Regions from separate parts of the Gossypium hirsutum genome. Here region 1 is linked to region 2. The links are chromatin contacts, called in public Hi-C maps. All regions are on one chromosome and are shown on one strand. The core of a region is the stretch at or near the end of the contact, and the rest is flanking DNA. Distances in the headings are between cores, read along the strand shown. Region 1 holds the start of LOC107921395. Region 2 holds the start of LOC107922283 (U-box domain-containing protein 11).

Region 1 (7,118 bases), core at 433-2,932, 230 kb before region 2:
TGGAGGCTGAGAGTACCAGAAGGCAGAACGTTCTGCCTAGGAATAGAGGTCTGACTGGGATAAACTTTCTCACAGGCTGGTCTTCTTTAAAGAAGGTTCGTTCCTTTGGAACCATATACTCCATAGTACAGCAAGCCATGGGTTTCATCCCTTCTCGAATGTAGAATGTCGGCTGGTTGAATTCTATCAACCCCAATGCTATAGGCCTAACAATATTGAGAAATATCTTGGTTTAAGGGTGGCTTTTTTAAGCCCTTCTTATACTTTTACACACTTGCATTCTGAGATGTCAAGTATTTTCATTTACTATTTGTCACGCTTTAAAGTTTCTAAAGACTTCTAGTGGTAGCATAGTGACGAAAAATCATTGAAATAATTGGGAAGCTCTTACTCCACCTAAATCACATGGAAGCTTGAGTCTTAGACGAGTTGCTAATATGAAGCAAGCCTTCCTAGCCAAGTTGTCTTGGAAATTACTTGATAAGAAAAGCTACCTCCAAACCAAAACGATTGGAAAAAATAAGCAAAGCATTCTCCATAGGGGAGGCAAGGCTTTTGGGTCAGAATCATTGGCCTTCTTCACATGGGTTTGATTCTTGGGCTTTATGTTTGAGTATTTAAATAAAAATTCTGGAGTTGAAAAGTAGTGGTTGACCCATTTTATAGGTTCGATTGAATGGGTAGTTTCTTTTTTGGTACAAGTCTAGATTTGAGCTACAAAATTTACAAACTCTGTCTAAATTGCTATTTAATTAATACCCAGAAAAACCACAAATCAAGATAAGTAATAAAAAAATAGCATCACCGACTCCGGCCCAAGTTCCAGGGATTGAGGTCTATCAAGTCATCCATTTATCTCACATTAAATTACTTGGATTCCAATTTTAATATATTTTGTCACGCACATAGGTCAAAATATAATTAGAAATTAAAATTTAAATAAAAATTAGAACTTGAAGATCGATGTGGCTTTTGGTAAAGCAAAGATTTGATTTGAAAAAAATTGAAAGACTATGAAGTTCACTTATCAAACATGATTGACAACTATAAAATAAAATCATATCAATATATAATCAAAATATAATAGAACAACTATACATGGTTACATGGTAGAATGGAAACCCAACCCAAATTTGAACTCACTATATAATAAGATGAATCACAGTAGGAAGAGTACGAAGATTGTAACATTTTGAATTAGAAGTAACAAATTTAGAGGTAAATGATCATAGGGAATTAGGGATAAGATGAAAGAGAAGTGCGGCGATTGAAGTTGGTAAGGTAAAGAGAAGAAGAAGAGTCATCCCCAAAGCAACGGCAGGCCTGGTTTCCATGAGCTTGGATTGCAAGCTCCCCACAGCTTGGCAAACATCGAGGTCGTACTTTTCTTTCTTGTATTGTTTCTCCCACTCCATCCAATGCTGGGGAGGCTCATAACTCTTCTCCACCCTCTGCATCTCCTGAATCCGCTTTCTCAACACTATCATGCTCTCATCCACTAGCTTCCCGTCGAAATTGTGACTATATGGCCCTGATGATCTTTTTGAAGCCATTACTTTGACATTTACCGTCTTTGCTCCTCCCAAACCCTTTCTCCCACCTATTAGGTCGCTGGAGAAGCGATGTTGTGGTGGAGGAGCTGAAGCTGAGGACTTAGAAAGACAAGAAGTAGTAGCCTGCATGGTTTTTGGACGTGAAGTTATCTCTGGAATAAGTGGCGCAATGATTTTGGGAAGAAAAAAACTAGAGAGTATTTATAGAAGAAAGAAGATGGTGAAGAACCGTTATTGAGTCAAAAACCTGGAATTTAGAGATTGATTTGGAAGAAAGGTCAGATAACGTGTGGGACACTCGATTTTTAATTGGAAGATTCTGTAGTAAGAAGTGGGAATGTACGTGCGTATCCTATGGGGGCGGCGCCAGTCACACCGCGTCCACTTGTATCTTCATCATTTCATGCAATTTTTAATCCCTCTCTTACACCTACTCTTCCTGCCCTTCTATATTTAATTCTTTATTCACCTAGTCCCATCATCTTTCTGTTTTCTTTTAACATTAAATATAAAATTAATACCTTTCATATTAGTATTTATATTTTTTTTTCTAGATTGGTACTTAGGTTCCGATTTAGGTGATGGAACAAAAATTTAGGTATCAATTTGGTAAAAAAAAACTTTAAATATTAATCTGAAAAAAAGTGAATAAATTTAAATACTAATTTTATATTTAACCTTTAATATCTAACATCCATTTTTACTCTTGAGAACCGCAGGATACTTTCCATATTTAATTTATTTTATATTATGAGCAAATACCCATCTATTAATTATGAGTAAATATTAATCGAAATGTTTAAACATATTATATTTAAAAATATATAAAAAAATAAAAATTTTATCATACATGTATCCGTGTAAAAATTATGTGTTTAGAACACAATTATACACTTAAAAATAACATATAATAAATAATGAAATGTAGTGTTCAAAACTAATAATAACACATATGTCATATGTACGAAATTAAAATAAAAAAAGTTTAAATTGTGAGTAAAATTAAATTTAAATAAGTAAATACGTCATATTAATAATATTCAATGCACTCTAATTATTTATCATGATATTATCAATTTTTTATAGCACGTAAAAAAATTACATTGGTTCAATATTAAAAATCTAATTATAAATAATTAAAGGCTTAATTGAATAAGAGGCCCATAAACTATGCTCTTTATTTGAATTAGATTCTTTTTTCTTTTGGTCGAGTTAGGTATATAAACTTCATTCCGTAATTAATGTTATCCCTATCATTACATCCATTAAAAAAAATCTTTGCAACCAATCAACAAGCGGCACGTGTCTTTAAAAATATAATTTATATTAATTTAACTAGAAATTTGAAAAATTTAAATAAAAGTATATTATTATTTAAAATAAAAATTATCCCTCCCTGCCTCCCAGCTTTGTTTATTTATTTTTAAGTTTTTTAATGTTTGGTTAGTGATAGTTAAAAGTTTTAAAATAGTGTTTGTGGTCATTTTTATAATTGTTTACCAACATATACTTGAACACGTTTACAAATAATATCATGAAGAATAAATTAACAAACAATAAATAAACATACATATTATCTTTTAGATATAAAATAATTAAATATAAATATTAATAGTTTTAATATAAATAGAATAAGCACATGAACTATAATAATATTATTAATTATACGATAACTGAACAGTAAATGAGTTTTAAATACACTTAAAAATAATTTATGAAATGAGCTTTACGTGAACATCAGCGTGTTTGTTTATGAACACAAACGAACCAACCAAACTTTGTTCATGTTCGGTTCACTTAATAAATAAGCTTAAACGTCGATTGAGTCTTAGCTCGATTGACATAGGCATTGTTGCCAATGTAGGAGGACGTGGATTCGAATGCGTTGAAATGCATTATCCTCCTATTTATGAGTTAAGGAGGAGCTATGGATAGTTCTAGGCATTGTGTCAAAAAGAGCAGATGTAATCAGAATCTATAATGTGATTGTTCAAGAAAAAAAGCAAGCTTAAACATTTTGATTTTTTTTTGTTTGTTTAGCTTAATAAATGAGTATAAATGAAAAAAATTTAATTGTTCATGAACTATTTATTGAATAGTTACTCATGTATAAATTTACGTATTACTGGGAATAACTTATAGTAGAATCATCCGAAAATATACAATTATTAGACAACAATAAAATAGTACAACATCACTAGTTTTCAAAGACATACAAAGATTATTCTACACTCAATTATATATGATATCATTCTAATTTAATTTAATTTTAATTAAATTACTTAAAAATAATTAAAATTTTGAGGAAAAATGCAAAGATGTGGAAAAGAAAAGTAAAAGTAAAATATAAAAATGTTGAAAACAATAATTAAAAATTAGAAAAACTAATAAAAATTATAAAGAAATTGAAATTTGAAAAATTAAAATCAATCATTAAATATTTTTAAAAACCTAGAAAAAGAGTTTGCAAAAAATGGAAAAATGATTACAGCCACCCGCAGTGTTACCAAACCATGGAATTTCATTAATTTTTTATGAAAAATATAGAAAATTAAAAATTGAAAAAGAAAAATTAGGTGTCTAGACATTGAAAATTTAAAAGAAATTAAAATTTTGACTACATAAAAATAAAAGTTGATTAAATTTTAAAAAGAAAACTAAAAATAATTTTAAAATTTATTAAAGAAGAAAACATGTTTCTTTGTTTATTAAATGTTTAAATAATTTAATTAAAGTTAAAAAGATGATTTTGAATATGAAGATTAGTATGATAATACTTTCACAATTTTTAAAGTGGATGATGGGGAATTATTTTATTGGTGACTAAAATATTTAATTTTTAAGATTATCCTAATATAATTTAGGTATAATGACTTATTTGATCATTTAACTTTATAAAAAAAAATGTCATTTTAGTTCTCCATTCACTTTTTCGCCACTTTTAGTCCTTAAACTTACATTTTTCTATTAAATCACCTCAAATGGATGAGAAAATTAATGTTCGTTAACTGTATTGATGTGGCATGCACATGAATTGTCACGTGGATTACATGTCAGAATTTAATTGACTTTTAATTTTTTTTTAAATTTAAAAGTATTTTTTTATAGTTTTTATGTTTTTTTTTTTGAATTTTTTAAAATTTCCATAAATTTTGAGGTTATTTGACAAAAAATACAAATTAAAAGGTTAAAAAAGACGAAAAATTAAATTGAGAAATTAAAATGATTTATTTCAAAAAATAATCATGCCTATAATTTATTCCCCTAATGTATTACTCTCTTTTAATGAAACATTGACGGTAAATAAAATATAAAAGTCATTAATAACCATTTTTGAAGACGTTGGAATGAATATCTAAATTTATGTTTTCTATCATTGCAAACTTAACTTATGATTATTTAGAATTAATTCTAATAATTAATAAAAACATTCATACATCAAATAACAATTTCATTAGTAAAAAAAAAAAAAAAAGATGAGAGTGGGGGCAACATTATACTTGGAGGCCAAATTACTTTTCTAGTAGGAAAAAGATTCTATCCTGTTTAGTTATATCAACTCATATTTTTTCAAAAAAGTGAGAATGGGAGGTAAAGAGATTAGATTTTAGAGTTGGGATTGAGGAGAGAATTTTTTATTGTTTTTCTTTTATAAATTTCTCATTAAACAAGGGTTTCAACAGTTACCTTCACACAAATAAGTTGATTGTTTGGTGCTTGACTGCTTCATCCATGGAAGACAACATACCCTTCATTGTTTTGAATACCAAGGATGTGGACGGCACCAATAGGACCAAAGAAAAAAAAAACTCAGATTGTGAAGATAGCAATATTTCATTGGAGTTGTCTCTTTCGTCTACGTCAACAATATCAATTGGTATCGGAAAATAAGAAATTCATTACGAGAAATTAGAACCTACTAGGATAAATTTTTTCAGAGATTTCTGTCGGAACCGAGGGATACCGGTATAGAACTATCATTACAATCTTCTCCTTCTATCGACAATATGTCCACCAGAACTATTCCAACTGATGAAGGAAAACTTTTAATTCAAGATACAGGGAAATCAAATGTATATAATATGATGTGCATCGAGAATAGCAACAATGCTTTTTCGTCAGAATCGATGGAAGCCGACACTAGTGATGATATTTCGTTAGAGTTATCTCTTTCACTTTCATATGGAGTCGGTGAATGTAGCGATCACCATAACTTGAACAGCCTGAATAAGAAGTTCAATGGAGAGCTTACTTTGACATTGTTCAACAAGAGACAAACAATAGGGAACTCAGAATTTTCAACTGATAGAAACAAGAGAAATAGAGTCAAGATTGAAACTGAACTGAGACATCATGCCCATGATGATCCATGGTGCATCAAGAAGCAACTTTACAAAAGTGATCTCTGAAACCTGTCAAGGCTGCTATTGCCATCGGAGTTGGTGGAATCTCATGTTTTGTTGCATTGGAATGCCGATCAGTTAGCCCAAATTCAACAAGGATTACCAATATTGGCTTGGGATTGTGATACCAATATCCAACATTACAAGAAGTACAAGCGATGGACCAATAGGGCCAATGTGCTCATCAAAAACTGGACTACAGATTTTGTGAAGGGAAGGGATCTAAAACTGAGTGATGGAATTGGTCCTTACTGGGACATCCATAACTTAAGATTCAAGTTTTCTGTTCTAAACAGAGCTCTTAATCACTAACTTCATTTTTAGGTAATATAGTGGTTAAAGAGGGATTTAACTTTTGTTTTGTTTTGTTTATCTTCAAAAGACAAATATTATAGGAGTCTAGGATGTTATTTTGTAGTAGGAATTGGTCTTTAAATTTTCTATTTATCTTAATTTTTTATTATCAAATTTGATTCTATCGTGATAATGGAAAGTGTAAACAAAAAAATAATTTCAAGAACAAATTATGTTCCATGTATATGGTTTTTTCTAGCATCTTTAAAAGTAAATTGTAAAAGACTTGAAATGAGTTTAATTAATATATGTAGATGAATAACATATGCAAACTACCATTTAAAATTAAAAATAGAAGAATACTTGAACTATATAAATAATACTTAGTTAATTTAATTAACCCTTGTGGAAAACAAAGAGAGGGGCAAGAATTTTTGGGCATGCCCCAGTTTTGTCAAGTTTCAAATTTTCCTTGAGGTGCAAATATTAATGTACAATGCATAGAATTTTCAAGGTAGACATATAGTGTGGCTAAGGATCAAGTTTTTCAGCAATTTTCTCGTCATCAGATGGAGTGTATCCGTCTTCACTATGCTTTTCATCACTGGACTTTTCTGCTGCTGTTGCTACGACATCTTCTAGCATGACATATTTCTCGCAATATTCTGGGAAATGGAAAGAGATAAAAGTCATAATATTGCAATTATTGAATCCTTAAAATCTCAAAGAATGAAAGAGAAGCAATGCATGATTTTGTAAATCATAGATCATACTTTCAAAAAACAAGAATCGCATCATGCAAAGGATATGATAAATGATTTGCCACAACATATTACTAGCGATTTGAATCCATCGAAAAACTATATTA
Region 2 (6,991 bases), core at 1,035-3,534:
AAACACACATTTATATTTTAATATAGATATAATTAATAAATATATGATTTCTACACATATGCATATGATAATATTTCTAATATTTTCTTTCATTTTTTAAGGTAGGAAATGTTTGTTTCATAGTTCATATTTTGCCGTGTAATATCTTTCTTTCTTTTTTCTAAAAGATTATTCATCTATCAAAAGAATCATAAATGAATTTCTTAAAATATATACATAATTTAATTATTCAATGTCATAAACGAATTTATTTTATAAAAAAATACATAAAATGACGTGAAATAATCACTTTGTATCTTCTACGAAGTAATATTTATAAAAGGTTTAATCCATAAAATAATTTAAAAAACCAATTAAGTTTGAAATTGAAAGTTGTTGTAATTTGAGTCTTTAATTCAAAGTTAACATTCAATTGAGGCACTGAAATATAATTATTTGTTAAAGTCCGTTTTAGTATTAATTTGATGTGAAGAGTTAAATTGATTTTTAATTATTTAAACTTGAAAATGATTAAATATTATAAAAAATTTATTTTGAAACTATAAAAAATAGAAATTATATTACATGCGTATGTGTGCGGAAATTGTATACTTAAAATATGGAGATGTGTTTGAAAATAATAGACAATAAATAATGAAATGTATGATTTGAAACTAATTAATATTAAAAAATATTAAAATGAAAAAATATATTAAATTGTGAGTAAATTTAAACATAGTAAATGCTTCATATTTAAGAATACTAAATGCACTACAATTGTTTACCATGGTGTTGTAGTCAATCTTGAATTAACGTCGAGTTGTAATAGTATAGATATGCAATTGGTGAAGGTAATAAAATGTACATAATAAAATTAAAATGTATAAGTAAATAAAAATAAAGTTTTGGTTGAGTGGTAAATTTATAATATTTTTAATATTCAAATTTCACTTTATGCACATTTTTATTATTATTATTTTAAATTAAAAGACTAAAGTACCTTAAAATAATATAATTTATTTTAAATACGAAATGTTATTTTTTTTTAATTTTCCTAATCGAGTTGGTGTCAGGTTGACTCATGACACCAATCCAATCAGAGATTTTATTAATAGTATAGATATATAAAAATTAATTATAAAAATATAATGACATTATAACATATTATTAATATATTATAAAATTTGATAGAAATTATAGACTTTTAATATATATATATAACTATGAAAAATTATAAATATTATATAAAGTTTAGGCCCACTTTTTGGGTCGGGTCAAGCTCGAGCATAAAAAAATAAGCCTAAAATATTGCATCGACCTGGTTCGATCCATGACCAGGCCTACTCCAAACCTTCAAAATAACAAAAAAAAAATGTTTATGATTTTTATAATTTTTTTTATTTTTATCATTTTAATAAATTTTATATAATTTTCTATGACCTTTTATAGTATTTTATATATTTAAAAATATTTATATAGTTTTATAGTATTCTATATAATTTCTAAAATATTATAATATTTTCATAACATATTAATAATGTATAATAATTTTTCTAAATTTCTAAAGTATTTTAATTTTTAAATAAAATGGAAAGTTTTCCTATAATTTTTATAAATTTCCAAATTTACTATAATATTTTAACAAATTTTAGGTTAAAACTTTGAAATCAGTTTGTTTTGTTATATCAAATGTGAGATCAATCAGTTTTTCTACGTGGGTTGCTTCTTAATTATCACATCAATATTGATTGATTTCGGTTTGTTTAAATTGTTTTATGGAACATTTAAGCGATTAAACATTTATAAAACCCAACATTTAAATAAAATATGAAACGAATCCCCTGCATTTACCCGATAATTTGAAAAATTGTTTATAGTTTCAAATGTTACCTAAATTTAAGTCGTATTAATCCTAAGATAATCATCCCAATATATATATATGAGTCGGCCTCGGCCTGCCCTTAATTTTATCCGCCCTTAAAAACAAGAGATTGGGCGATTTAAAGGGGGAAAAAGGACGAAAAAGTAATATTTGGCGCCGCAAAATCAGAGAAACCCAGCTGTAAGCCGCCAGCTTTACTCGTTTTCTAGTTCGTTGCGGTTGTTACTTATCGTCAAACCTTTGTTTTGAAGTTGCTAACCACGTCTTCTCACACCCAAGTTTGATGCATATTAGACATAATTATTGATTAAGGATCCCTAAATATTATATCTTGAAAGTACAACATGCAAAAATAAAGAAAGTAGAATAGTTTGGACATTCTTTATATTAATTATATAGCTGGGTGGTGGACAAAATGAGAGCATGGCAATAATGAACAACTTTACAGGCTAGCAAGAATAAAATTGTGGAAACGCAAGACTAAGCTGGATGAGATGATAAAATGAGGAGTGTGTGATATCACATACATAAGAATACGAGAATAATGGGGTAGTTGTTGAAATACAAATCATAAGATTCCAAAGCCAACTGTATCCCCTTTCCTTCCATTTTGGCTCACCGCCTGTCTCTCTCTTAATACCCTCCATTCTATTTCTTCTTCTTCTTTTTTTTTTTTAAATAATTCTTCCTTCTCTCTCTCAAAATGCATATCCTTCCTTTTCTTTCAACATCATCATAATCACTTCTCTGTTCTACTCCTATCAATCCAATCACGAGCCGACGCCTGGCTTTTTCACTAATGGCCGCCGGAGTCGTCTCCGACGCTTCTGCCGCGTTCTTGCTCAGCCTTGTCCACGATATTGTCCTCGGGGATCTGGCTGCCGGGATGTTTAAAAAGGATTGCACGGATCTGGTAAGGAGGATAGCTCTATTCACGCATTTGCTTGAGGAAATTAGGGATTTTGCAGCGTCTGATCATCCTCACGCTTCCTCCTCCTCCTCCTCCTCTTCCTCTTCATGGTCGGCTGATCTCGCCGTTGCTCTGCAGGCTGCAAAGCGTCTTTTGTCCGCCGCCTCCGCTCACCATTCCGCTAATTCCTCTGTAAACCCCCATCTCCTCTTCTTATATATATATAAAAGAACATTAAGTGCTAGTACATGATTCGATTAATACGTTTTTTAATGTTGATAATTGGCTTTGCCAAGTCCCACAAATATGTTTCATTTTGGTTTTAACTGACAGGCTCAGTTGTATTGCAAAATTGACAGAATTTGTTGACTTGTTTCTTCCTCGGATAATGTTCCACATTCTAATTACTGGCTCAGTTTGCATTAACTGACATTGATTAGCTTCATTTCGGAAAAAGTATGCATATAGAAACAACTTTTGGGCTAAAAATTTTCGAGTTAAGCTATCTGCCATGTTATCCGAAGTGAGTATTTGTCAAACAGGGGCATACTCGATTTTGTGTAAAGTTTTTAGGATCATTTACCTCTATATATGTGTTGAATATAGGTGTAAGATAGAGTATTTTAAGAGAAATAAGGGTTTGAATAACATAATCTATCCGAGTGCTAAGTCTATTTCTTGATTTTATTAATATGAACTTCTCCGCAATATTGTCGATTGCTAGTTTTTGTCTCACTAATTGTCGCAATTCCAATTAACTAATTGAATTGCACATCATGAAAAATGAAGAAGAAATTATGTCTTCTTTTTTTTTTTTTAATTTTTGGAGGTTTTTTTTTTTTTTTGTTACCAGAGTGACTGTTGCTGGGATTTTATTGTGGTTATATGTATTTGTTCTTAATATGTTATCTTATAGGTACGTCTCTGAAATTTGCTATATCTTAATTTAAGGATGGAGCTGCCAAAAGAATCTCTTTCCAATTTCAATGTGTTACATGGAAGTTGGAGAAAAGTTTAGCCAAAATTCCATTTGATCAGTTTCAAATCTCAGAGGAGGTTCAAGAACAGGTTTAGCTCCAAAATTTATAATGTGCTCTTCTTTTCTTTTTCTACATTGACTTTGCCTTTTTAACGCCAACTTCCATTTCTTTTTTCAGGTCGCATTGGTGAGAGCACAATTGAGAAGAGCGACTGAAAGATATGGATCTTTGAATTCAAGAAAAGTTTCGAATGCCATTTCCCAGCTACCGGAAAAAGAGCGCAGCAATACCAACCATGAAATTTCAGCGAAGCTGGATAGCATTCCAGAAAGTTGTACTACTCTAGGACATGCTGCTGATAAGGAAACTAAGATATTGGAAAGGGTGAATAGCTCTTCAATTCCTTCTGAGGTCTGCCTATCAAATGAGGTTGATTCCAAAGGGCAAGAGAATCTGGCTGCTAAGGGTGCTGAACAAACCAAGAAACCCGATACACTAGTAATACCTGTTGATTTCCTATGCCCTATATCTTTGGAACTAATGAGGGATCCAGTGATTGTGGCTACAGGACAGGTATAGTTGTGCCTGGCATGACTACTTATCATTTCGATTTTCATTTTTCTGTGATCAGCTTTTGCCTTCTGCCCTTCCTTTTTGGCCTGCGTTCTGATTAATCATTGTTTTGACTTTACAGACATATGAGAGATCTTACATACAGAGATGGATAGATTGTGGCAATGTAACGTGTCCAAAAACTCAGCAGAAGCTGGAGAATTTAACTCTAACCCCAAACTATGTTCTTAGAAGTGTAATAAATCAATGGTGTGCTAAACATAACATTGAGCAGCCTAGCGGATTAGCAAATGGTAGGCTCAAAAAGAGCAATGGGTCTTTCTGTGATATTAGTGGCGACATGGCAGCCATCCAGGAACTGGTCTCTAAGCTGTCAAGCCGGTGCTTAGAGGAACGTAGGGCAGCTGTGGCTGAAATCCGATCACTATCAAAACGAAGCACAGATAACAGGATACTAATAGCAGACACAGGAGCGATACCTGTTCTGGTCAACCTTTTAACAACAGATGATGCATCAATACAAGAACATGCAGTAACTTCTATTCTTAACCTTTCCATATTCGAAAATAACAAGTCTCTTATAATGCTTGCTGGTGCCGTTCCTTCCATTGTCCAAGTCCTCCGTGCCGGAAGCATGGAAGCAAGAGAGAATGCAGCGGCTACCCTTTTTAGTTTATCACTTGCAGATGAGAACAAAATAATAATTGGTTCATCAGGGGCAATACCAGCCTTGGTAGATTTGTTACAAAATGGAAGCAATCGAGGGAAGAAAGATGCCGCAACTGCTCTATTCAATCTATGCATTTATCAGGGGAACAAGGGCCGCGCCGTCAGAGCCGGAATTATTACAGCACTGCTGAAGATGCTTACGGATTCAAGAAACTGCATGGTCGATGAGGCTTTGACAATACTGTCAATCCTGGCTAGCAACCATGATGCTAAGGCAGCTATAGTAAAGGCTAGCACCATACCTGTTTTGATCGATCTTCTGAGAACAGGTTTACCTAGAAACTAAGAAAATGCTGCTGCCATTTTACTTTGTTTGTGTAAGAGAGATGCTGAGAATCTGGCATGCATTAGTAGGCTAGGTGCTGCCATACCATTGACGGAGCTCACCAAGAGTGGCACAGAAAGGGCCAAGCGGAAGGCTACTTCATTGTTGGAGCATCTTCGAAAATTACAGCAGCTTTGACCCTTTTTTGGTTGTTAACCAGAGAGTTCAGTTTGTTAAAATTTTTTTTTCTTTTAACAGTAATTGTTTGACAAAACTGGCATAATTCTATTCCTTTGAGTCATGAGAATTGAGGAGACGAGCATGAGATACAAAGCCATTCTCATTGCTCTCTAAGTATTCATTTCTTTTATTGATGAGTTCATTTGATTTCAATAATGATTAACTTATTGTAGTATTTTGTCATTTAGTGAGACGAAATGGTTTTAATTTACCAAGTATTTTCTGAGTAAATGAAATTTAGAACCTTTTTTGTTTTAACTTTAAAAAGGTTGTGTTGATTGATGAAATTTTATGATCGCACACTCGAATTACATTTGGCTAAAGCACGTTAAACGAAACACTATTTTGTATGCAATACATTTTTTTTATAAATATTTACTTAAAAGCCCCATCGGCATTTATTCTCCAATCCTTATTCTTGATAGGAAAATATAAGAATTTGTTTGCTTCTAAAAAATAAAAATTAAAAATATAATTTCTTCCTAATAAGTAAAATGCTTAATGCATAAGTTTAACATTTTCTATTTTTTTTTAAATGTATTTGATAAAAGTTATATATTTTGGTACCCGTCAATGATATTGTTAAATTTTTAGTGTTTAATTTGATGAAATTTTATAATTAGCTAATAACATTAACAATTAACTTTCATCAAATCAACCATAAAATCGGAATTAAATCACATCCATCCGTATTTGATAAATTAAACAAATCCACAATTAACACTAAAATTAGTCTATTAGAAAAATCATGAAAAATTCAAACCTGATACTATTAGCAATTAACTTTTATAAAATCAGTCCTAAAATTCGAATCAAACACTAAAAAGTTAACACTGTCACCTTTGGGCACCAAAATATATAAATTTTGTCAAATATAATACTAGATTAGATCGAAAAATAATACAGGTACCACATTAAAAAAAAGTGTCAAACTCGAGTACCAAATGATATATTAAGCCTAATTAAAAATATCAAAACATGTTGTGATTTGAACCTTAATTCAATTGACATTATTACTATTTCAATAATAAAAAAGACATGGATTTAAAGGTACATGTTTTTACTCCGATTAAAACATGAGAATTTTAAAATAAAATAAAAAAATTTCCTCATAGAAAGTTGTATTTCGAAGAAATTTAATTTTAAAAAAATTTATATGATCCGATGTCAATTTTATAGAATAAAAATTTATAATCCCATAAAACAACTCAAATAAATCTAATATCACTTGAGCTAGGATAGGCTTTTAAGGAAATAATTTTCATAAGCAAAGCTATTCCTAAATCACGAATTGGACCAACTCCTTTTACATATGCTTTTCCTAATAATTTTCTAGAAGAAATCTACCTAAGCCAAAAAAGGGGACTAAAATTTGATAGGTTGTAGAACTTGACCATGCCCATGAATATTGGGTATAGGAGCTAACAAAAAAG

What was found. A called contact is a pair of places that touch in the nucleus more often than the background predicts.
Region 1: a contact with region 2 is called in a Hi-C map of leaf, with 2.7 times the contacts expected there. The contact joins the promoter of LOC107921395 here to the promoter of LOC107922283 in region 2. A contact is called at or near these places in 2 of 34 Hi-C or Micro-C datasets (both in leaf).

The regions. Positions count from the first base shown.
Region 1 is chrD01:48,842,580-48,849,697 of Gossypium_hirsutum_v2.1, reverse strand. It overlaps LOC107921395, which reads right to left and starts at 1,682. Exons shown (of 1, transcript XM_016851251.2): 1 at 1,227-1,682. The coding sequence starts at 1,682. The coding sequence ends at 1,227.
Region 2 is chrD01:48,612,707-48,619,697 of Gossypium_hirsutum_v2.1, reverse strand. It overlaps LOC107922283 (U-box domain-containing protein 11), which reads left to right and starts at 2,284. Exons shown (of 4, transcript XM_016852248.2): 1 at 2,284-2,963; 2 at 3,723-3,839; 3 at 3,929-4,324; 4 at 4,446-5,741. The coding sequence starts at 2,661. The coding sequence ends at 5,339.